Linked DNA regions of Mus musculus: regions 1, 2, 3, 5, 6 and 7 are each linked to region 4. The links are chromatin contacts, called in public Hi-C, HiCAR-type and HiChIP or PLAC-seq maps. All regions are on one chromosome and are shown on one strand. Each heading gives the region's core, a stretch centred on a gene start, on an enhancer-like site or on the middle of the called end of the contact. The rest is flanking DNA. Distances are from core to core; before and after follow the strand shown. Region 1 overlaps Dab2 (disabled 2, mitogen-responsive phosphoprotein). Region 2 overlaps C9 (complement component 9). Region 3 has its middle 49 kb from the start of Gm16311. Region 4 holds the start of Ptger4 (prostaglandin E receptor 4 (subtype EP4)). Region 5 holds the start of Fbxo4 (F-box protein 4). Region 6 holds the start of Dab2 (disabled 2, mitogen-responsive phosphoprotein). Region 7 holds the start of Oxct1 (3-oxoacid CoA transferase 1).

Region 1 (2,700 bases), core at 109-2,608, 1.2 Mb after region 4:
TTCTGATCCACAAAAATCTTACTGTCTGACCTGGCCCTTGCAGAATAGACTGTCACAGTAGAATCATAAAGACAGAAGCAGTTAGGGAGGAAGTCAACAAGTGTGAGACTTTAGAGCCCCATCACAATGTGTTTTCTCAGAGGTTACTTCAAAGACAGTGGCACAGGTATTTGCGGCCACTGGTCCTGAGGTCTGGCTTACAGGTTAATATTTCACATGTCCTGTCCTCCAGCTGATCACGCACAGAGAAGCACGGTCCCTGGCCAAGACAAAGTGCTGGGCACTCAAAGCAAAGATGCTTGAAGTGCTTTCTTAAGTCTCCTGTACCCAGCTTTACTCCATGGAGTTCTCTGTGAGAACTGTAACTGATATGTTAAAAAGTCCTTGGGATTGTGAACTTTTGAAAATACAGGTTAAAGGATGGGGATTTGGGAACAGCAAATGACAAGAGAAAACCACATTGGAAGGAGAAAAACAAATTCAGTTCTGACCTCAACAGCTTATCATGGTTATGTTCTGTGTTGTTCAGTGCATTTATTATTCCTAAAATAGAAGCACCTTTTATATGGTTTTCAGGATAAAGGTTTTAGGATCTTGGTATATGCCATGCCCCGATGTCCACAATGGGTTGATTCGAGGATCCTCTCCCTCCCCCACAGTTCTAAACATTCTTTGATGTTCAAAATCCTACATACATGGTTTGCTTCAAGCCATCTGCTATGTTTCTTTAATGTATTTCAAATCATCTATAGAGTATTAATAATACTCTCTTAATAATGCAAATGTTAGGCAAATAGTTTTATACTATTATATTTAGGGAAAAGTAATTTTTTAAAATATCTGTATATGTTCAGTACAGGTGATTTTCTTCTGGCTATTTTTGATCAGCTTTTTTTTTAATTCACAGATGTAGAGCATTTGAATAGGGATGGCTGACTATATTAGATGTTTATACCATATTACCCTAAACTTTGAAATAAGATTCTCTACTATGTGTGGAAAGGGGCTACTGTCAAGTCCTTAACTCAAAGTTATTCTAGCATCTTGAGACTGAGCAAATTCCTGATTGTTCTGTATAATTGGAGTAAGAGATAGGTTAGAGGTGCAGGTCAGAGGACCTGTAAAATTGTGTCATGATGTTGCTTCAGAACCTTCCAGACATTAAGGAGTACCACTGAGACACCAGTTCAAGTCCTTCTGATGGAAAGGAAAAGCAAACAATTTTAAGGTGTCAGTTAGGGTTTTTTTTTCCCCCTTATAAAGCCTAGACTAATTATTGTCCACTGTGCTAGCTTTTCCAGGTTGCAAAATGCTATGAGTCAGTTTAAGGACAAGACAAACTATAGCTGACTTTTTTATTCATGCAGACGACATAGTCATTCAAAGATGACTCATGCATCCTTCCGTTGTGCATCTCTCTGAGCTTCTCAGAAACCAGGAAAGATGTTGCAAGCTCCAAAATCATGGGACTCCAGTGCTGCAAGGGGGCCATTTTCACGTTACTTCAGGGAGCCCTGTCTGGAGTCCAAAAGCCTAACTTAGATGCCTTCACGCGAGTGGAGCTGATCTTACTGACTTGCCAAGCTTCCTTCTTACCGTTTTCTGTTTTACACAATGCCTTAAGGAGCCCGGGATAGAGACTAACTTTTGATTCTTCAGGTTTTTTTCCTGCAGATATGTGCTCTTATTTCCCTTTTCTATCTTCTAATGAAGGAAACATACTGTTCTAGAAAACTGGGAGGGGGGGAGACCCTCTACTTAGAGATGACCCTTGTATATATCTTGGGGAATGCATCTGTAATCCTTTTCTTTTACTGACCACTATGTGTAGTTCCTAGATAATTTCTTCCTTCTTTAAACATAAGAACCATAGAATCATACAGCAAATGAAAGACTATATAAATCCATTTTCTTTCAGAAGTCCATAACAAAGTTTTTCCTCCCTATTTTCTCTTCGGGTACTATAACTATCCCTACACAGTAAAGGGTATATGATCAAAGGAAGCCAAACACCTTTAGAACAATAACAATGTCATCAAAGCTGTGCCTTATCTAAGCGTGGTGGCACAAGCCACTCATCACTTGTGTAGCTGAACCTGGATGGTGACAGTTTCAAAGCCCACAGCAAGCTTGAAGCCAGCCTGAGAGACTTAGTGAAACTTTGACTCAAAAATACTACAGTAAAAAGGACAAGGGAGCAAAGACAGAGTATCAGCAGAGGACTTTCCTGGAGTGTGGAGGGTTAATCTTTGGTGTTTCCTCTACACAAAGAGTTGTCTTTGGTGTCTGAAGCACAGGAATTGTTTATAAAAACACATGGCCAAGTAATTCTACTCAGCTTCTGCCCTTTCTAATTTGACCCAGGAAGCCAACCCTTGATATGGACACTGGCCTTGAGTTATATCCTGGTATGACTTGTATGTTATGACTAAATCCACATGCCAAGCCACCAACTGCTCCCTCTTAGGTCTATCAGAGTGCTTTGTGGAACTTCTCAGATTTCTTTAAAATAGTAAAACGTTGGAGTCAAAATTGCAAAATTGAGTAAGCTAAATCTTTAAAAAACAATGTTACATAGGTAAGTCTTTCCTTGTCAGAAATAATATCCTGTTGGAGGATGTGGCAGTGGGCTTCTGAGATGGGCAATAAACTCTGATATCTGACAGTTTCTCAGCCTATAATCCTACCTAGTTTGGATCT
Region 2 (2,700 bases), core at 185-2,684, 1.2 Mb after region 4:
CGGTGGCCACTTTAGACCAATCTGTCATAGCCTTGGAAAACAAATAGCCAAGCGTGTCATATTACACATGAATTCTATGAGTAGAGATCTCTATTATAACTTACAAAGGACTTTTTCTTTAGTTTCAAATGCTGGGTAAAGTAAATCATTTGCCACATTTTGTATGTCAGTCCAGAACCCACTTTAAATATACTTTCTTATTGCCCACTACTAACTGCTAGGTACAGTGAGTACTCATAGATTTATGCCTGATAAATGGAGTTTTATTACTATTGTGAGTGGTGGTGCACACACACGCACACACACCGTGAAGCTCACATGGAGTTCAGAGGACACCTTGAAAGGGTCCGCTGTATCTTTCTACCATGTGGGTCCCAAGGTTGGGATTTGAGTCATGGGCATTGGTAGCAAGCACAATTACCCATTGACCCATCATGCCAACTTACATGAGCTATTTTTTAAGTAAGTTATTGTCTTTTGTTATGTGAAAGCATTATGCTGGTCTGTCTTGATACCTTACTCTTATTCATCTCCCTCACTTGATGTTTCTTGTCTCAAATTTTCTATAGCTTAAAACCCATCCCTCATGGGTAGGATCCCTACCTCAGCCCGAAGCTATGAGATCTTTGGTAAAGCACTTACTATATGACTTAGTTTCCTCACGTTGAAAACAGAAATAACGGTGCAAACCTCATGGCTATAAAGGTATCTAAATCTGTAAATCTCTCCAAGGGTTCTTGGCACATAGCAATGGGTTATTTTTAGAGCACAATTAGTGAAAGACTTAGCCAAGTCTAGGAACTTCATCAGTGGTTACATAAGAGGTTGATGATGAATAGTGACCACTTTCCTAACTCAGAAGGAGTGCGAAAACAACCAAGGTCTGTAAAACATGAAGACGGTGAAATATTATATTTACAGAAGAGATCCTTTTCAACCTGTTTTTCCTTGGCTCACTCTTGGTAATTGAAATGAATACTTGGTAAACCCAAATCAGGCTTTGTGGTTTTATTGTACTGCTCAAACCTGGATCTCTGTAGACACGTAAGACTTAGGATATAAACAAGGGTTGATGAAGTACACTCAGGTTCTAACCACCCCTTTCATCCCAGAAGCACTGGAAATTCTGGGTGAAGGTATCTGCCATCTTACTGCCATCACCTCCCAGCCCTGAGCTAATCCATCTCAATATTCTTTGGAGCTGTCTGTGTTCAGGACACTCTACTTCTTGGTGTTGCCAGTTTTTCTGTTTGCTTCGGTGAGCTCATGTTTCACAGTCTCCCTGAGTGGTTGGTGCCTTTCCTTCCTGTAAGCTAGGTGTTCGCTTCGTTACGATGACTACAAATGCAGTTTTTTGCTCATCTCTTTCTCTGACCTAGACAACTGTGACTCCCATTGTCTGCAGTTATCACACAGACAGCATACCTAACAGTGACACCCCTGTGTGGCTCTCAATTGCAGGATGGAAGAAGTATCTTTCCTTATCACCGAGCTTAAATCCTGACTGCATTTCCAGGACTCCCTTTAAAGGTCCGTTTCAAAGTTCACAGTCGTTGATCAATCACAGAGTTGTAATGCTATAACACTAGCTTTATATTCTCCATCTCCAACTGGCTTTGTCTAGGACTTTTGTCATCTAAAATACTACCAACTTAGAATTCTCATCTAAAGTACTACTGATAGTCTTACTAGCTTTCCAGCCTCTAGTTTTCTCAATTTGAGAGGTTTGGAAAGAAACTCAAAATACAATACGTATAGAAAGCTGGTAAAGGTGCCCTGAAAAGTTTCTTTGTACACATGGATAATAGAATGATGAACCATAAGTCATCCATGTGATGAAAAGCATCTCTCTGAGATAGTGAGATGGAAAGTCATCAGATTGACTTATAGCTCAGTGCAAATCTACACCAAACTCAGTCATTTCATTCTGCCACTTAGTTGGTAAAGTGTCTCACTATAGCCATCAAAGTTATAGCTACCTTCTTTGGCAGGAGTAGAAGGTCATTTTTATTTGAGTTCTGACTGCTTGTCCTCCTATTTTATTAAAATCCCCTGTCTTTCAGATGTCTGTCTGGGAAATAACTGCAGTAATGGTTTTGCTTGCCTCTCAGTTTGGGAGTTTGTTTGTTTGTTTTTTGTTTTGTTTTGTTTTTGTCTATCATAAACACTCCGTGCTGATTGATACAGTAATCCTCCATTTACTACAGAATTCTGAATAACTCACATCACAGAGTATATTAATTACTTGATCCTTGAAAGAATAATTAAATGCATACATGTGCATTACTACTTTTTAAAAGCTGACATGTTTAATGAAGGCAAGAAATTTTAATCAAATGGACATTCACAAAATGACAAATTGTCCTTATAGGTGACAGTGACATGCAAACAGAGGGTTGACGAACATTTCAATTAGTCTTTCTACTGGCAGCTTGAGTCCATTTAGAAAGTTTGATAGCCTATAAAGGTGATGTATACATTTTTGTTTCCTTGTTTTATATTGATATTTCCCAAGGAATAAATATGTAGATTTTCCCTATAAAAGTTGCTATAAGAATCATGATTTATAAGTTAACCTTCATGAGTTCCAATTTTGAATTAAAAGTAGGGTCAAATCATGAAGGAGTTCAGGCCATTTTGAGTAGGTTGGACTTAATTAATGCCAAAGATGAAGAAACCACAGAGTGTCATTTTAGATGT
Region 3 (2,700 bases), core at 171-2,670, 1.0 Mb after region 4:
GTGTGTGTGTGTGTGTGTGTGTGTGTTTGTGTGTGTGTTAGAGGACAAAGTTGACTGTCTCCCTCAGTTGTTCTCCACCTACTTTCTTTTATTACTATAATTATCTTTTTTTATGAGTACACCGTTGCTCTTCTGATACACCAGAAGAGGGCATTAGACCCCATTACAGATGGTTGTGAGCCATCATGTGGTTGCTGGGATTTGAACTCAGGACCTCTAGAAGAACAGTCGGTGCTCTTAACCGCTGAGCCATCTCTCCAGCCCCCTCCACCTACTTTTTAAGTTATGGCCTCTCACCGAACTCAATGATTTGCCTACAGTCAGCTTCATAGAGTCACCTGCCTCTGTCCCCAACCAATGGAATTACAGCATGGATGGCTTTTCATCTGGGTGCTGGGGATCCAAGTTTACATTGGTTGCTGTGCTTTCATGGGGCACTTTACCAACTGAGCCACTTCTGTAGCCTCCAGGCTGGTCTTTGAACTCATGATTCTACTGCCTGGACTCCGTGCGTGCTAGACTGACAGGACTACACTACTATGCTTGCTGCACTACTCCTCCCTTCCTTACCTATTGTCTCCATAGTGACAACTCTGTGTTTTTTTCCTTTGGAAATATTTTCATTTCCTCACAAAGTTTGACTTAAAGTTATCTTGACTCAGAGGTTGAGCTGTCCCCAGAAGATCCCCCTCTCTCACTGAACCTATTGCATGTGAACACCAGCCATGCCAAGCACTGCATCTGGATGATAAAGTGTTGGAGCTGAGATCAATACAGGAAAAGTATAAATCCCAGTATCTTCCTCTTCCTTGCTTTTCCTGCTTCCACCCTGAGCTTGGTGCTCAGAATCGCAAGAATCCTGGTAAAGACACAGGAAGGTCATCCACCCTAAACAGATGGCTGTTCGGAGCTGTTGATGAATGGTGAGGGTGCCCCCCAACCAGAGGCAAAGGACAAAGGCTTAGAAGGGGATTGGCTTGAGGCTCCTGCCCAAAGTGTCTGTCATCAATCTCTATTGTCTCGGTGATTCCAGCCAGGAATGGGGAATGTGTCTCCTTGTTGACACAAGACCCTGGTAGAACAAAGAAAGTTGATGACATAAACATATCCTTTTCCCAGCACTTGACTTGTGTGTGATTTAACCTTTAACTCTTGCTTGTTGATATAGGTGAGATGTCAAATATTTTCTCCTGGGATGTTGGCAACTGTTTAAAGTGTTTTCATCACCCCTTCACTAAGGCAAAACTAGGCTGGGGCTAACAGGGTCATTGTAATAGATCTGTTCCCCACCCTCGAGTCTCAAGCTCACTCAGCCACTTCCTCCCAACTGAAACAGGAAAGTGGTGACAAAGAACAGTCTGGTAGTCACTGTACATCTGCAATTACTCAGTCACTTCTGGCTTTTGAAGGAATGAATTTGTAGCAAGGGAGAGAGAACACTTGAGACCATGTGACCAACATGGAAGTAATCCTTTAAACTGCAGCATAAGCAAGAAGGCACACACAGCCTCTGAAGCTGCTCTCTGTTCCTGCTTGGTTTTTTAACCCTCTTCTCATTCCTTAGACTTGGGGGTAAAGAAAGCTTTTTACTGTTTCCAGATCAAACCTCTGCCTTGGAAGAACAAAACAGGCAGGTTCTGTCCACTCTGCCCTCAGGAAGTCCACCCCAACTGATTCCAAGGCTGAGCTAACCCCTCTTGTTTACCATCCGGACAAATATTTTAAATGGATATACTTTTGTTTAATGTTTAAGTCTCAGGTATAAAGTTCTTTCTAGTTTTGTATTAGTAAGACAAAGGTCCTTCTCCTGCCAAGAGGAAAGTAGAGGAGGAGGGGTGGGTAAAATTCTCAGGAGCACAAGTTTATAAATTGCTTTACTGAGTGGACATCCCTGTACCTTAGAAATCAGAATTTCTGATGAAAGAACGGACACTTAACCCTCTAGCAAATAATAATACATGTGCGATTTATAGCTAGAAAGAACAGCTTTGATAAAGTAAGCATCAATTGTTAGGTTTTTGATTTTTTTTAAGTCTGGAACTTGGACTCATATCTGGGAAAGGAAATGTCTGTTTCGTTAAAGAAAATGGGTTCTGCCAAATGCACCAAAATAACAGCAGGACGAGATGGGGTGGGATGGGCTGGAGGAAGGGCACTGTGTGACTCAGAGGAGCTTGGCGTCTATAATTAATATTTTAAGCTCATTACTTCACATTCAAAACAGAGTTATATGGTGGTCAGAGGGGGAAATACACCCAACCAAGCAGGATCTCTAAAACCATGCATATACATATAAATATTATTGCATAGCTTTAAAAAGGTACATATAAACTATATGAGTGTGTTTATATTCTTTTAAATGATGGTTGTCAAACCCAAGACACTTACAGGCCTATTTGTTTCTCTCTGTAGACACATCCATACACATACACACATACAAACACATACACACACACACACACACACACACACATACACACAAAGATGCAAACACACATGCACATAACACCAAGAGATGCACACACACCTACAAACACAGTTAAAAGTAAGATGTGTCTTTTATGTGTTTACCAGCTACAGATTTTTAAAATATTCATAGTATTATATAAAATTAACTCAGATCACTAATACTCAATGAGATATTCTCTCTCTCTAACACACACCTGTGTATACACACGCAGAGAGACAGACAGAGAGAGA
Region 4 (2,700 bases), core at 21-2,520:
GGCTTACCAACAAGGTGCCCAGAAGGTCAGTGACAGCCAGCCCACATACTAGAGTGTAAAAGGTCGTCTCTTTCTGCTCCTTGCGCGACTTGCACAATACTACGATGGCCACCAGGTTGCCCACCACCCCGAAGATGAACATCACTGCGGGAATGGTCACCGGGCTGTTCAGCCTCTCCGGAGTGGAGGAGAAGGACGCGTTGACTCCGGGGATGGACATGATGGTGGTGGTTAGTAACACACAGCGTTGGAGCTCACGGTTCGATCTAGGAATGGTACCTAGAGAGAAAGAGAAACGAGCCATTTACCACTTGCAAGGTGTTCGACCCATGGCCAAAATGCTGTGTCGCAGAGATAAGGAGAGCACCCAGATCCAACTTCCTCATCGGTAGCTACTCATTAACTGTGACTACTTAAATTCCCAAGGTCTGGATCCGTTCTGTCAAGAGCACCGCTCTGCTGACATTAATATATTTATTTCCCGCCTATCCCCACCCCCACCGCTCCATAATCAGCTCATTCCCTCGCCGAGATGAGCAAGACCCTTCTCAAGGGAAAAGTGACTCCCTAGTGATATTCCCCACAGAATGGATAAAATGCTCATCGAAAGAAGTTATGGACATTTTGGGACACTATGGGACATTCTGTTCTTTGGTTTCCCGGAAGAGCGCCTGAACACGCAAAGACCTCCATCCCGACTTACCTGTAGGGTGGGGTTAGGAGCCCGGTGTGCCCAAGGCTCAGGCCTCAGATGTTCAGGACCTACCTCCAACCTCAGCCATCAGTCTCTTCCCACGCAGTGCGGAACTTGTCAAGCTTTTGCTGTCTCGGAACCGGGGCTCGGTGGCTGCCAACTTTCCGGAACTGAGGTCAGAGTATCTTGCTTTCAAAAAAGCTTGGAAAGCCAGAGAGGCTAGCGGGATGGGTCGGTGAAGACCAGTCTGGGGTTTCTTGTTTGATTTACTAACGCCTCCTCCTTTCAAAGGCGAGTCTCAGCTTTGCAGGGCCCGCGCAGGTCTAGTGCGGGAGGTCAGCGTCCAGGTGTGTCGCCGCCACGCGTGCAGGTGGAACAGAGCGTAGGTCCGGGCTCCCTCCTCCCCAGCAGCGGGCTGAACGGACAGCTACCGGAGAAGGCGGCTGCCGCTGAGGCCGCTCCTTGGGCTCTGGGGGCGGCACGGGGTCCACTGGGCCTGGGGCTCTGACCTGAGGCCGTTCATCTTCCTCTCCCGCTGCCGGGTTTCGAGCTTCGCTCTCGGCGTCTCCAGCCTCTGAACAAACTTTTCTCCTCCCGCAAGTTTCCCCGGAGGGGGCGGAGACAGTCATAGCGCGGCCCGGGCTTCCATTGGCTGATCTGGAAAGGGGGCGGGGCGAGACCTCCTCTAGCACCGCCTAGGAGCCCGGTGATGGAGGGCGGGGCGGAGAGCTGCGGAGGTCTGGAGGGACCTGCGGGGGTGCCACCCGGCTGCGGGTGCAGCTTCAGTGCCTTCCCTCCCTCGAAGGTACCGAAACCCCCCAGATCGAGTCCCCAGGAAACGCCAGCTCGAGCTTCGCCACTCCCAAGCTGGGCATTTAGCGGGAATGATGCTGGGACCTGTGTCTGGTCTACATTGCTCTGCGGGTTAGAGTGGTTAAATTCTCGCATCTTCCACCCACAGATCAAACATGTGGGTCTTGAGATGTCGGGACAATTGCTTTAGGGCTCTACCCGGGAGCCACAGAGCGGAGAGGAAAAGTGGGTGTGTGGTTGTCCGTGGGTGTGTACGCCCGAGAGCTCCGGGTGGGACTTGGCAGAGGCACGGTGAGTAGGTACCAGGCTTGGGCGGGGAGGCGACTAAGAATCCATCCTCTCACCATAAAAGGAGTTACTTGGCAGTGCCCTAGCTGCGCTCAATAGGGCACCAAAGCGGAGGCGGGGAGGAAGGCGAGCAACACGGAACTGCAACTTCTCACTTAGATGGCAGAGTTTAGGGCTTTCTTTGGAGACCTGTGGCCCACAGGCACACCTGAGATTTAGTTGAGGGGGACTGTTTAACTGTAGAGAGAGAGCATTCTTCCTCAGGAAGGCTGAAACAAGTGCTTTCCTGTTCAGTTTCTGCTAGCCATCTTCACCTGCGGGATGAGAGGGGTTTGAAATTCAAGCAAATTAACGAATTTCCAGGCGTTGCCTCTTTGTTAACTCGGAAAAGGTCTATTTGCCTTTCCCTATTCTTTGGTTTATAGTTTGTTCGGCTTCTTCTTTGATGAGGAACAATCATTTCTTAATTATCAACTATTCTCCTAAAAAACAGAATTTAAGATCGGAAAACACCAGGGGGCAATTAAAACCCTGTCACCAGATCCTTTAAAAACTACACAATGAGACTGTAGTATGGTTTTCTGAACAATTCAACTTCTTACAAAAACCTCACTCCATGCTTAGCATCTAACCGGGTAACTAGGTGGCTTGAATCTTGTGTGAAACAAGTAGGTATGCCTCTACTGTTATTTATGGGGGCTGGAGAGATGGCTCGGCAGTTAAGAGCACTGACTGCTCTTCCAGAGGTCCTGAGTTCAATTCTCAGCAACCACATGGTGGCTCACAACCATCTGTAATAAGATCTGATGCCCTCTTCTGGTGTGTCTGAAGATAGCTACAGTGTACTCACATAAATAAATCTTTTTTTTTTTTAAATCTGCCAAGAATTTATGATTCTTCAGCAA
Region 5 (2,700 bases), core at 1-2,500, 1.3 Mb before region 4:
GAGATTTTTTTCAAGCTGGAGAGATGGCTCAGAGGTTAAGAGCACTGGCTGCTCTTCCAGAGGTCCTGAGTTCTATTCCCAGCAACCACATGGTGGCTCACAACCATCTGTAATTTGGATCCAGTGCCCTCTTCTGGTGTGTCAGTGACAGTGTACTCACATATACATAAAATAAATAAATAAATAAATCTAAAAAAACAAAGTGGCGGTTTTTCTGATTTTATCACTAGATCAAATGAAAGCATGTGAACCTGTCATTTGAATTTCTCTCTATAGAGTATTAATCAGGTTCCGAGGACACCTGAGAGAAGCTTGGAGGTAACCTAAGCCTGTGGCTTTCATTTAGAGTGAATGTCAGTGGGATGTACTAATAACCCAACTGAGATAAAGGAATTGTCATCAACAATGTATAATCTATTTATTTATTTATTTATTTATTTATTTATTTATTTATTTTATCTTTCTCTGAAACTTTAAATTGCATGCATCCTCTTTGCAGCCTGACCTAACTTGAGGTACTTGTAACTTTACTGGTTTCAATTATGTGGCAGTTTTGTTGCTTTGGATATGTCAGAGTTGCTTGCTCTAGGCGACCCCCCCCCCCCCCTAACTGGAATACATTGACTAGGGATTAAAATGTGCAGAAGAAAGACACTGGAATGCCTTCCAAGCTAACCCACTTCCTTCATCAGATTTCCAGACATCCAAATAGGATGACTGACAACCTGTGGGTGATCTCGCTGGTCATTAGTGAGTGTTGTAGTGCGACCTTGGTTGGCAGGGGGATACCAAGAGTTACCATCAAGGCAATCCTGGCCACTTCACTTCCAGGCGAGCACACACCCGGAAGTGGCTGCCCTGCCGGCCCAGGCCCCCGGCCTGCGGCGGTCTCTGTGCGCGGCCTGCGGCCTCGGCTCACCGGCAGCCGCGTCAGCGCGCTCGTCTCCTCCGCCGCCTCCTTCCGGGAGGCCGTCGGCGTCGCCCGCTCCTTGGCCACCGAATACCAGAAGGTCCTCCAGCCGCTCAGGATGGCTGCCTCCAGGCGGCCCCAGTCGCTGGCGGGCGGCGGGGAGCCGGCTCCGCGGGGCTCGCTTCCAGCCATGGTCGCAGGCTCCGCGCGACACCGCGGGGCGCACGGGCTCCCCAGCCGCTCGGCCTCCGCCTCCGCCCCGCTGGTACGACCCGGGCTGGTCGGTTGGGCAGGGCTCCAGGCCGAGGTGGCCCGGAATGACTCACCCCGTTAGCCCAAACCCTCCCACACTACACATCCTCCGGGTCCCTCCCTGCCTCTGTGCGTCACCACAAGGACCTGGGAGCTAGGGCTTGTTGAACAGCCACCCTTTTTCTGAAATCTTGCTTCCCCTTAAGCGTTAGATATTAAGTAGGCTGTATGTGTGCTTCTGTGTTTTGGAATCAGCAATCTACCACTTGGAGTTGAGCAAAAACTGAGCCCGTGGAGGCTATCAGGAGCCTTATGTGTTATTAAAGATAACCTTGGCTGACTAGAACATCGTGCTGTGGAGAAACTATTGTAGATGGGAAGCCAAAACTGCCTCAAGCGTAGCTCTTTTAATATTAACTTCAATCTGGTTTTGGTCTAACCTCATGAGGTTGGGTGAAACTTGTAAGCTTTGCTTAAAATTTTATTTAACTACATGTATGTGGATATATGCATGAGCACTCAGGTTCCAGCAGAGGCCACAGGCATCACAAACCCTGGAACTGGAAACCACACCCTTGAGAGCCACCTACTCAGGCCCTCTGAAAGAACAGTACATTCTTATAACTGCTGAACCATCTCTCAAACACCTGCCCCCTTTACCGATTTTAAAGTAAATAATGTTGTAACATCTGAAAGCCAGGCAAGATGTAGCCAATTTTATCTAGGCTGTGTACATAATGCCCTCATCAGCGTAGGTGGTATATGTATTTGATGTATGGTCTTTGTTTTGTGGCTATAATAGTTCTTGCAACTGCTTCCACAACTTGGTGTGCCAACCTGAATCCAATCTCTGGCCATGGCCACTCACATTTTGCTTGCATTTACTTCCTCAAACTCCATTATTAGGTATTTTCTACCAAAATGGTGAGTTTAAGCCCACGACAAAAATGTACATACACTAAAAAATTGTTCAATCAATGATCTATCATAAAAGGTCAGAAGAAAATTTGATAGGAAAGAAAAGCCTGGATGTGGTACTATTAAAAGCCATTAGTGAATTTTTAATCTTCCAAAAGTGATGTCTATTCTAGTAACTTTAATCATAATCAAAAAGAAATTTAAGAAATGAGAGGTAGGCTATATAACAAAATATTATATAGCACTGGATATAGTTTTAGGAAAGACACAAATACCTATTTGGTAGCAGGTTATCAGTCTCTTTAAAGTAGATTACCTCACTTAATCTAATCCCCAAACCCATTCCACATCTAGACTTCATCACGGGAATACTTCGGATTTAGTAGTCACGTGTTAAATTCTTTAAAATCTTTTAGAATAATCTAGTAAGGATCACCACGTTATAACCTGAGGTGTAAACCTTGTTCTGGAGAACATGGAAGATGGGCGGAGCCCACATAATCTATCTCAAAATCACTGTCAACCTTTAACCACTTACTATTCCAAGATGGTTTGTTTGTGTTTTGCTTTGTTTTTTGTTTTTTGGGAAAACAGTTAAATTTTATCATCTATATACAACT
Region 6 (2,700 bases), core at 173-2,672, 1.1 Mb after region 4:
TCCCTGCATGAGGGCTGCTCCAAGCCTGACCTACTTGCAAGCAGAAACTGCCACTCTCATTGAGCTACCTCAAATTACAGTGATTTTGCAGCTGGGGCTAGGCATGGACCACAAAATACATCCTTGGTGCACCATAAGCCCAATTTGAACCCTGGATTCTCAGTGGTAAAATGCAAATCCATTGTGTTGCTTACTCAATAAAATCAATAACCCGTTTCCATCCAAGTCACAATTTGTCATTTTCATAGTCAGTACATTCTGCTTACAACAGGGGAGGAGGGGCAGGAGGGAGAGGGAAGAAGAGGAGGAGCAGAAGGAAAAACAGACAAGAGGAGGAGGAACAAGAAAAAAAGGACTAAATAAGAAAGTGGAAGAGGAGGAAGGGGGAGGGGAAGGAGGGAAAAGGGGGGAAGGAGGGAGAAGGGGGAGGGGAAGGAGGGAGAAGGGGGAAGGAGGGAGAAGGGGGAGGGGAAGGAGGGAGAAGGGGGAGGGGAAGGAGGGAGAAGGGGAGGAGGATCTTCCCAAAGCTTAATTTCTTAAGTACTTGAAAAGCACCACTGTTTCTGTGACTATTTAACAATTGTCCCCTGACTTTAAAATATACAGAAAAGAAATTGTGAGATTCTATAGGATTCCCAAGGTCTGCTCTGCCGGGCTATCCACAGCTGAGCATCGATGAAACACCTTCCAATACTTATTCACATATCTCAATATTTTCATGAAGGAATAAGAAATGCTGTAGAAACTAGCAGACAAAGTCATGTTATCTACGTGTGGGTGGATATACACTGAAATGATCACAAATGTAGATCATTTATATGGAGGCTAACTTGTTTTGTTTAGGCCAGTTTAATAGCGAGAATATGCTCGAGCGTGATATTAAATTTCAATAACAGGGCATCTTTTTACTTGGGCACACATAGATTTCCCTCCTGTTTAAGCACGTTCACAATTAAAGAATAGTGATTTTCTTTAAAGGTAACAATCCAGTCACATGCCCAGCTTTAGAAAGGACAGACTGGACCCGGGAACGGAAAGTCAGGAGTAAAGGCGCGTCTTTGTTCAAAATGCCCCAGGCGGTTTAGGATGAGTTCGCAGTTCGCGTGCCACGCCACTCGAAGTGGCAATCCAGGGAACGGATCTGCGAAACGCAGCTCAGAGGATCCCATCCTTTTCCTCCAGAATTTCCCTTTTCCTGTCCTTACGTGCACCCTTTCTGGCCCAAGGCAGTGTGGGGCTCCTGGCCCGGGTTGTGTGCACGCTCCTTTTTCCGGGTCTCTGCGATCGCCCCCAGCTGGCCGGGCGCACGGGGCGCAGGAGGCGCAGGAGGCGCCGGATCTCCGTGGCTTTAGTTCGAGTTAATAAACAGTTAAGTTTGGAAGACTCGGCAGACACGTTGAGGGGGAGTTACCAAGTCCAGGCAGCAAAAACATCCCGCCGCCACATTCCTGGAGAGTCCTCAGAGCCAGCATCTGATTAGAACCATATCTCTACCGGGAGTGGCCGCGCGGCTATTTAAGTGGCGTTCTCCGCGTCCTCGGCGCTGCAGCCTTGAGGCTTCGGGCGCGGGGAAGTCATGCTGGCTCCACAGAAGCACTAGCTAGTCCGTGAGTAACTCTGCCATCCCCCTTCCCTTCGGTCCCTTCTTTCTTTCTTTCTTTCTTTCTTTCTTTCTTTCTTTCTTTCTTTCTTTCTTTCTCTTTTTTTCCTTTTTTTTCTTTTTTTTTCTTTTTTTTCTTTTTTTGCGACCTACTTCTCTCCTTTGCTGGCTCCTCTCTTCCCATCCCTGCCTTGGCTGCAGACCTTGGGCGCTGGGGAAATCTTACAAATGAGACAGTGTACTCCGGGGAGAGCAGCGGGTTTTGTGGCCTGACATCTGTGGAATGCTTCCAAGGAATGCATTTTACCTTTGGGGTCGGACTCAAGGCGCCCATCCTGTGACATTTAACGAGTCCCTGTGTGTGTGTGTGTGTGTGTGTGTGTGTGTGTGTGTGTGTGTGTGTGTGTTGTACACGAGCCCTAGTTTTTAGGGCTTAGGGGACATCCCAGGGAATGCGCGGTGTGGCTGCTGACCACCTAATAAACTCCTGAATGATGTTCAGTTTTACTGTGCGACAAAGGCTGGGGACATGGTCTGTGCCTCCGAGGAGCTATTTTCTGCTGACTGACAGCACAGGGCATTAAAAATGTGAACTTTGTCTTATACCAGCATTCCTAAGAAAAGTATCTGCCCAAGCCACGTAACAAACTTGTTTTAAATCGTGAAGCGTTTGAATGCTGTTTTTCTTGACTGTTGTAAATTATTTGGAAGGATTAAGAATTCAAGAAGAGGGACTAAACTGTGTTTAAAACCTTGGAGACCCTGCCAACGTAGCGGTTCTCTTTGCGGCATAGAGCTGGCTGTTATTTCTTCCTGCCTGCTCTCCTCCACTTAATCCTGAGTCTGGAATTCAGCTCTGTAGTCGGTTTCAGATGGGAGCTGTGTGAATCCGAAGGGAAATTTAACTGGATTAAAAACAGTTAAAAAATATGGATGTTATCTCCACCCGAGGCACCCCCTCCCACCCTTTCCTCTTTCTTCGCCTGTGTTTGGAAGAAAGGGAGCCACCCTGTAAACCGAGAAGAGCAAAAACGAGCAAGCTTCCAGGCACATGGAAAGCTTTAAAAATTATGGAGGGGCAACTTCATGAATAGTAAATG
Region 7 (2,700 bases), core at 182-2,681, 1.2 Mb before region 4:
GCACAACAGCCGCCATGTTAGGGCTAGTCATGGGACTTCGGTTTAAACATTCGAACTCTTCACAGCTTATTAAAATGCGCCCCCAAAATATCCAGGATTACTGAGTTCACTTCTCCTATGCAATCAGATGATAGTTTAACTTGATATTTTATTTCCATGTTAAAACCGTAATCTTTACAGGAGACATTTTTGAGTTAAGGGAGTACTGAGGTAGTTGCTTTTCTGTGCAGATTTTTAAATTCCTTATTCATTTGTTTTGGCGCACATACACAGGCATGCACTCGCTGCAGTGCATGTGAGGTCGGAGGAGGACTTGGCTGGAGTTGGTTCTTCCCTGCTACCATGTGGGTCCCAGGGATCAAACTGAGGTCACTAAGCTTGGAGGCAAGTGTCTTTACCATCTCCCCAGGCCAGTAGACAGGTTTTAATTAAACAGGACTGTTCATCCTTCATTGTATCGGCATACTTTTTAAGGAAGTTAAAGAGTCATTTACTGTTGTCATGGGTTTTGCATCACTTCAAATTTAAACTGTTCTTCCAGGACTCGATGGGCTTTTAATCCAATAAAAGGATTTCCCGGGCTTCCAAGTGGTCTTTTAAACTCGGCGGTGAGTGTAGAACGTCCTGAAGAAATGGTTCAGGCCGGTTGGGTGCCAGTCAAAAGATAAGGCTTGAGCCAGGCACAATTGCACATACTCTGGGATAGGCTGCCGCAATAGAAAAAAGTTGGAGGTCAGCCTGAGCCATATATAGAGTTTCAGTGGGACCTAAGAGAGCTAGAGATCCTTCCTCAAACAAAACAGCAAAAAACAAACTCCAAAACGAAAACCTCCAAAACGATGAAGTTAACCCACCACCGAATATTAGCTAAATTTAGTGCCGAGCATTTTTGTGTTCATTGTGTCCCTTGACTGGCTTTTCTCATACAAAACTGCAACAGGAAGAGCATTACAAGGTGAGGGGAATTATACAACATGGACAAGGACGAGGAGGAGAGGAGACAGACACTTCTGTGCTTATACCTGTTCTGTAATTTCTGGAATTGTTGGGACTCCGGTTCCAGGAAAATTCTGGAACACAGAGTAGGATGATGGGGAACAACAGCCCAGTTCTAATCTTGTCCCTCTGTCGGTTAAGCAGGTCATGTCTCATGAGGGTCAGTCAGCACGCTGCTGGGTTTCAGAGGAAACTAAGGGCAAAACCAGACTTGAAGAGAGTTGTGGGTGTTGGGGTTGAGAAATGTTGGAAAGGTGAGCTGTCTAGATCTGGAAGGAGATCTTTATCAGTGACCCTTTGTACCTGTACTCATTCCAGAGGGCGATTTGGAAAAGTAACACGTTCAGTAAGAGACCCTCCAGGCCCTTGGCAACCCGAAACCCTGGTTGATGCCAAGCCTTGCGCGAGGGGAAGGCAGGCTCTAGCGCCCCCTCCAGCCTGAGTGCAGCGCCCGCCGCTGCGGGTGTGCCCGCAGATGAGCTGGAGCCCAGCACCTCCGGCCCCGGCACAACCCGCGGGGCTCGTCCTAGCTGTGCAGCCTTTCCATTCCTAGCCGTGAGCCCCTCCCTGTCTCGCTTCTTGACAAGCCAGCAGGCAGCAAGGGGCGGCACCGCTCTGAGGTCCCGAGGACGTCACTGACGCGCGGTCGAGCCTCCAGCCCGCCCTACCGCTCGCCTTGCCTTCTCTCTTCTTAGCCGGTGACGCCGCCGCGGCCCCGGGCAACCAGCACTCGCACGCACTCCCGCGCGCGCCACCGTCTCCCGCACCCGGGGCCGAAGATGGCGGCTCTCAAACTCCTGTCCTCTGGGCTTCGGCTCGGCGCCTCAGCCCGCAGCTCGCGGGGCGCCCTGCATAAGGTAAATTGAAGGTGCAGGGGGGCAAGAGGAAGGCCACGCGCGGACGAGCTGCGAGCGGCGCGCGCGTTCTTTGCCCTGCCCATCTCCACCGCCTCTGGTCGGGGATCTGGCATCTGCAGCGCCGTGCCCGGGGGTTGGGGGTGGGGGCTTGGAGACGCTCGGGTTTCAGGGTAGCCCCGCCGCCGCTTGTCTGTCTGTCTGTCTGTCTGTCTGTCTTTGCTTCTCCATCCACTTCCCCGCTGTGCTTGCAGCGGTGGAGAAGCGGTCGAGGCTCTGTGTACCAAAGCCACGCAGCAACGCCTTAGAGACAGACTGTCGGCGTCCAGGGACTCGCGTCCCCATCTCCCGCCACTCCTACAGACTCCAGGCTCCAGGCCGACGCCCTTGGGAAGGGGGTCCCCGGGGCCGTCGCCCTAGGTAAGGGCCGGTTGGAGGAGAGGAGCGGAGAAGGGCGGCGCGCTGAGGCTTGCGCCCCACCTGAGGGAGCTGCTGGCGCCGGCTGAGGCCCAGAACCCCGGGCCGGGTTAACCGCTGCTGGCTCAAGTTCACCGCCAAGTGGGCGGATGCTGTGCGCTGCGGAGGCGGACTGCCGCTCCCCATCCTCCCCTTCCCTATATGGCGGTAGAAAGGGGAACCCGGACTGGAGCTCTTGTCACGGGGCGATTTAGCCTGCCAAGCGTTTGGAAGCAGAAGGAGGGCTGGCGGCGCTCCGCTGCAGTTTGCAAACGCCTCGGTCCTTTATTTTGAATTCCTCTCCGTCCCCTCCGGGTTAGAGACTTGCAATGTTCAAAGACCGTAAAAAAACAAAAATCAAAAACAAAAACAAAAAAACCCAAACACCTTGACC

The links. Hi-C and Micro-C count contacts between places; a contact is called where the count stands out from the background. HiCAR-type assays count read pairs that join an accessible place to other places. HiChIP or PLAC-seq counts read pairs in DNA pulled down with a chosen protein or histone mark.
Region 1: a contact with region 4 is called in an H3K27ac HiChIP or PLAC-seq map of the NIH/3T3 cell line, with 5 times the contacts expected there. The contact joins the enhancer-like site here to the promoter of Ptger4 in region 4. A contact is called at or near these places in 8 of 39 promoter capture datasets (the 3T3-L1 cell line, embryonic stem cells, hippocampal neurons and 3 more), 1 of 484 Hi-C or Micro-C datasets (ventricular fibroblasts) and 5 of 115 datasets of contacts at active chromatin or transcription factors (the NIH/3T3 cell line, bone marrow-derived dendritic cells, embryonic hindbrain and 1 more).
Region 2: a contact with region 4 is called in an H3K27ac HiChIP or PLAC-seq map of extraembryonic endoderm stem cells, with 11 times the contacts expected there. The contact joins the enhancer-like site here to the promoter of Ptger4 in region 4. A contact is called at or near these places in 8 of 39 promoter capture datasets (3T3-L1-derived adipocytes, embryonic stem cells, hippocampal neurons and 4 more), 6 of 115 datasets of contacts at active chromatin or transcription factors (astrocytes, bone marrow-derived macrophages, embryonic stem cells and 2 more) and 2 of 9 other capture datasets (embryonic stem cells and macrophages).
Region 3: a contact with region 4 is called in an H3K4me3 HiChIP or PLAC-seq map of bone marrow-derived macrophages, with 5 times the contacts expected there. The contact joins the enhancer-like site here to the promoter of Ptger4 in region 4. A contact is called at or near these places in 4 of 39 promoter capture datasets (embryonic stem cells, frontonasal cranial neural crest, hippocampal neurons and 1 more) and 11 of 115 datasets of contacts at active chromatin or transcription factors (bone marrow-derived macrophages, cardiomyocytes, embryonic basal ganglia and 5 more).
Region 5: a Hi-C map of B cells shows a contact between it and region 4, with 8 read pairs. The contact joins the promoter of Fbxo4 here to the promoter of Ptger4 in region 4. A contact is called at or near these places in 3 of 39 promoter capture datasets (hippocampal neurons, liver and pre-B cells), 2 of 484 Hi-C or Micro-C datasets (B cells and CD4 T cells), 4 of 115 datasets of contacts at active chromatin or transcription factors (astrocytes, microglia, pancreatic cancer cells and 1 more) and 1 of 9 other capture datasets (adipose tissue).
Region 6: a HiCAR-type map of astrocytes shows a contact between it and region 4, with 6 times the contacts expected there. The contact joins the promoter of Dab2 here to the promoter of Ptger4 in region 4. A contact is called at or near these places in 6 of 39 promoter capture datasets (cranial neural crest, embryonic stem cells, hippocampal neurons and 2 more), 3 of 484 Hi-C or Micro-C datasets (embryonic stem cells and palatal mesenchyme), 8 of 115 datasets of contacts at active chromatin or transcription factors (astrocytes, bone marrow-derived macrophages, embryonic hindbrain and 2 more) and 1 of 9 other capture datasets (embryonic stem cells).
Region 7: a contact with region 4 is called in a Hi-C map of B cells, with 8 read pairs. The contact joins the promoter of Oxct1 here to the promoter of Ptger4 in region 4. A contact is called at or near these places in 4 of 39 promoter capture datasets (hippocampal neurons, liver, pre-B cells and 1 more), 1 of 484 Hi-C or Micro-C datasets (B cells) and 1 of 9 other capture datasets (adipose tissue).

What each region holds. Positions count from the first base shown.
Region 1 is chr15:6,410,128-6,412,827 of GRCm38.p6, forward strand. All of the region lies in intron 1 of Dab2 (disabled 2, mitogen-responsive phosphoprotein), which reads left to right. Among named protein-coding and RNA genes, the nearest start is that of Dab2, 25 kb to the left of the region's middle. Within about 2 kb of position 1,359, at least 71 of the 459 cell types and tissues checked have an H3K27ac peak or open chromatin away from gene starts, as enhancers often do. A contact at or near this core is called in the NIH/3T3 cell line and bone marrow-derived dendritic cells, where this site is marked.
Region 2 is chr15:6,469,832-6,472,531 of GRCm38.p6, forward strand. All of the region lies in intron 5 of C9 (complement component 9), which reads left to right. Among named protein-coding and RNA genes, the nearest start is that of C9, 26 kb to the left of the region's middle. Within about 2 kb of position 1,435, at least 4 of the 459 cell types and tissues checked have an H3K27ac peak or open chromatin away from gene starts, as enhancers often do. A contact at or near this core is called in extraembryonic endoderm stem cells, where this site is marked.
Region 3 is chr15:6,259,106-6,261,805 of GRCm38.p6, forward strand. No RefSeq gene overlaps it. Among named protein-coding and RNA genes, the nearest start is that of Gm16311, 49 kb to the right of the region's middle. Within about 2 kb of position 1,421, at least 69 of the 459 cell types and tissues checked have an H3K27ac peak or open chromatin away from gene starts, as enhancers often do. A contact at or near this core is called in bone marrow-derived macrophages and extraembryonic endoderm stem cells, where this site is marked.
Region 4 is chr15:5,242,917-5,245,616 of GRCm38.p6, forward strand. It overlaps Ptger4 (prostaglandin E receptor 4 (subtype EP4)), which reads right to left and starts at 1,271. Exons shown (of 3, transcript NM_008965.2): 1 at 767-1,271; 2 at 1-279. The coding sequence starts at 782.
Region 5 is chr15:3,978,323-3,981,022 of GRCm38.p6, forward strand. It overlaps Fbxo4 (F-box protein 4), which reads right to left and starts at 1,251. Exons shown (of 7, transcript NM_134099.2): 1 at 920-1,251. The coding sequence starts at 1,102.
Region 6 is chr15:6,385,326-6,388,025 of GRCm38.p6, forward strand. Dab2 (disabled 2, mitogen-responsive phosphoprotein) reads left to right here and starts at 1,423. Exons shown (of 15, transcript NM_023118.5): 1 at 1,423-1,607.
Region 7 is chr15:4,024,997-4,027,696 of GRCm38.p6, forward strand. It overlaps Oxct1 (3-oxoacid CoA transferase 1), which reads left to right and starts at 1,432. Exons shown (of 17, transcript NM_024188.6): 1 at 1,432-1,853. The coding sequence starts at 1,776. BC037032 (cDNA Sequence BC037032) reads right to left here and starts at 2,410. Exons shown (of 2, transcript NR_028266.1): 1 at 1,023-2,410.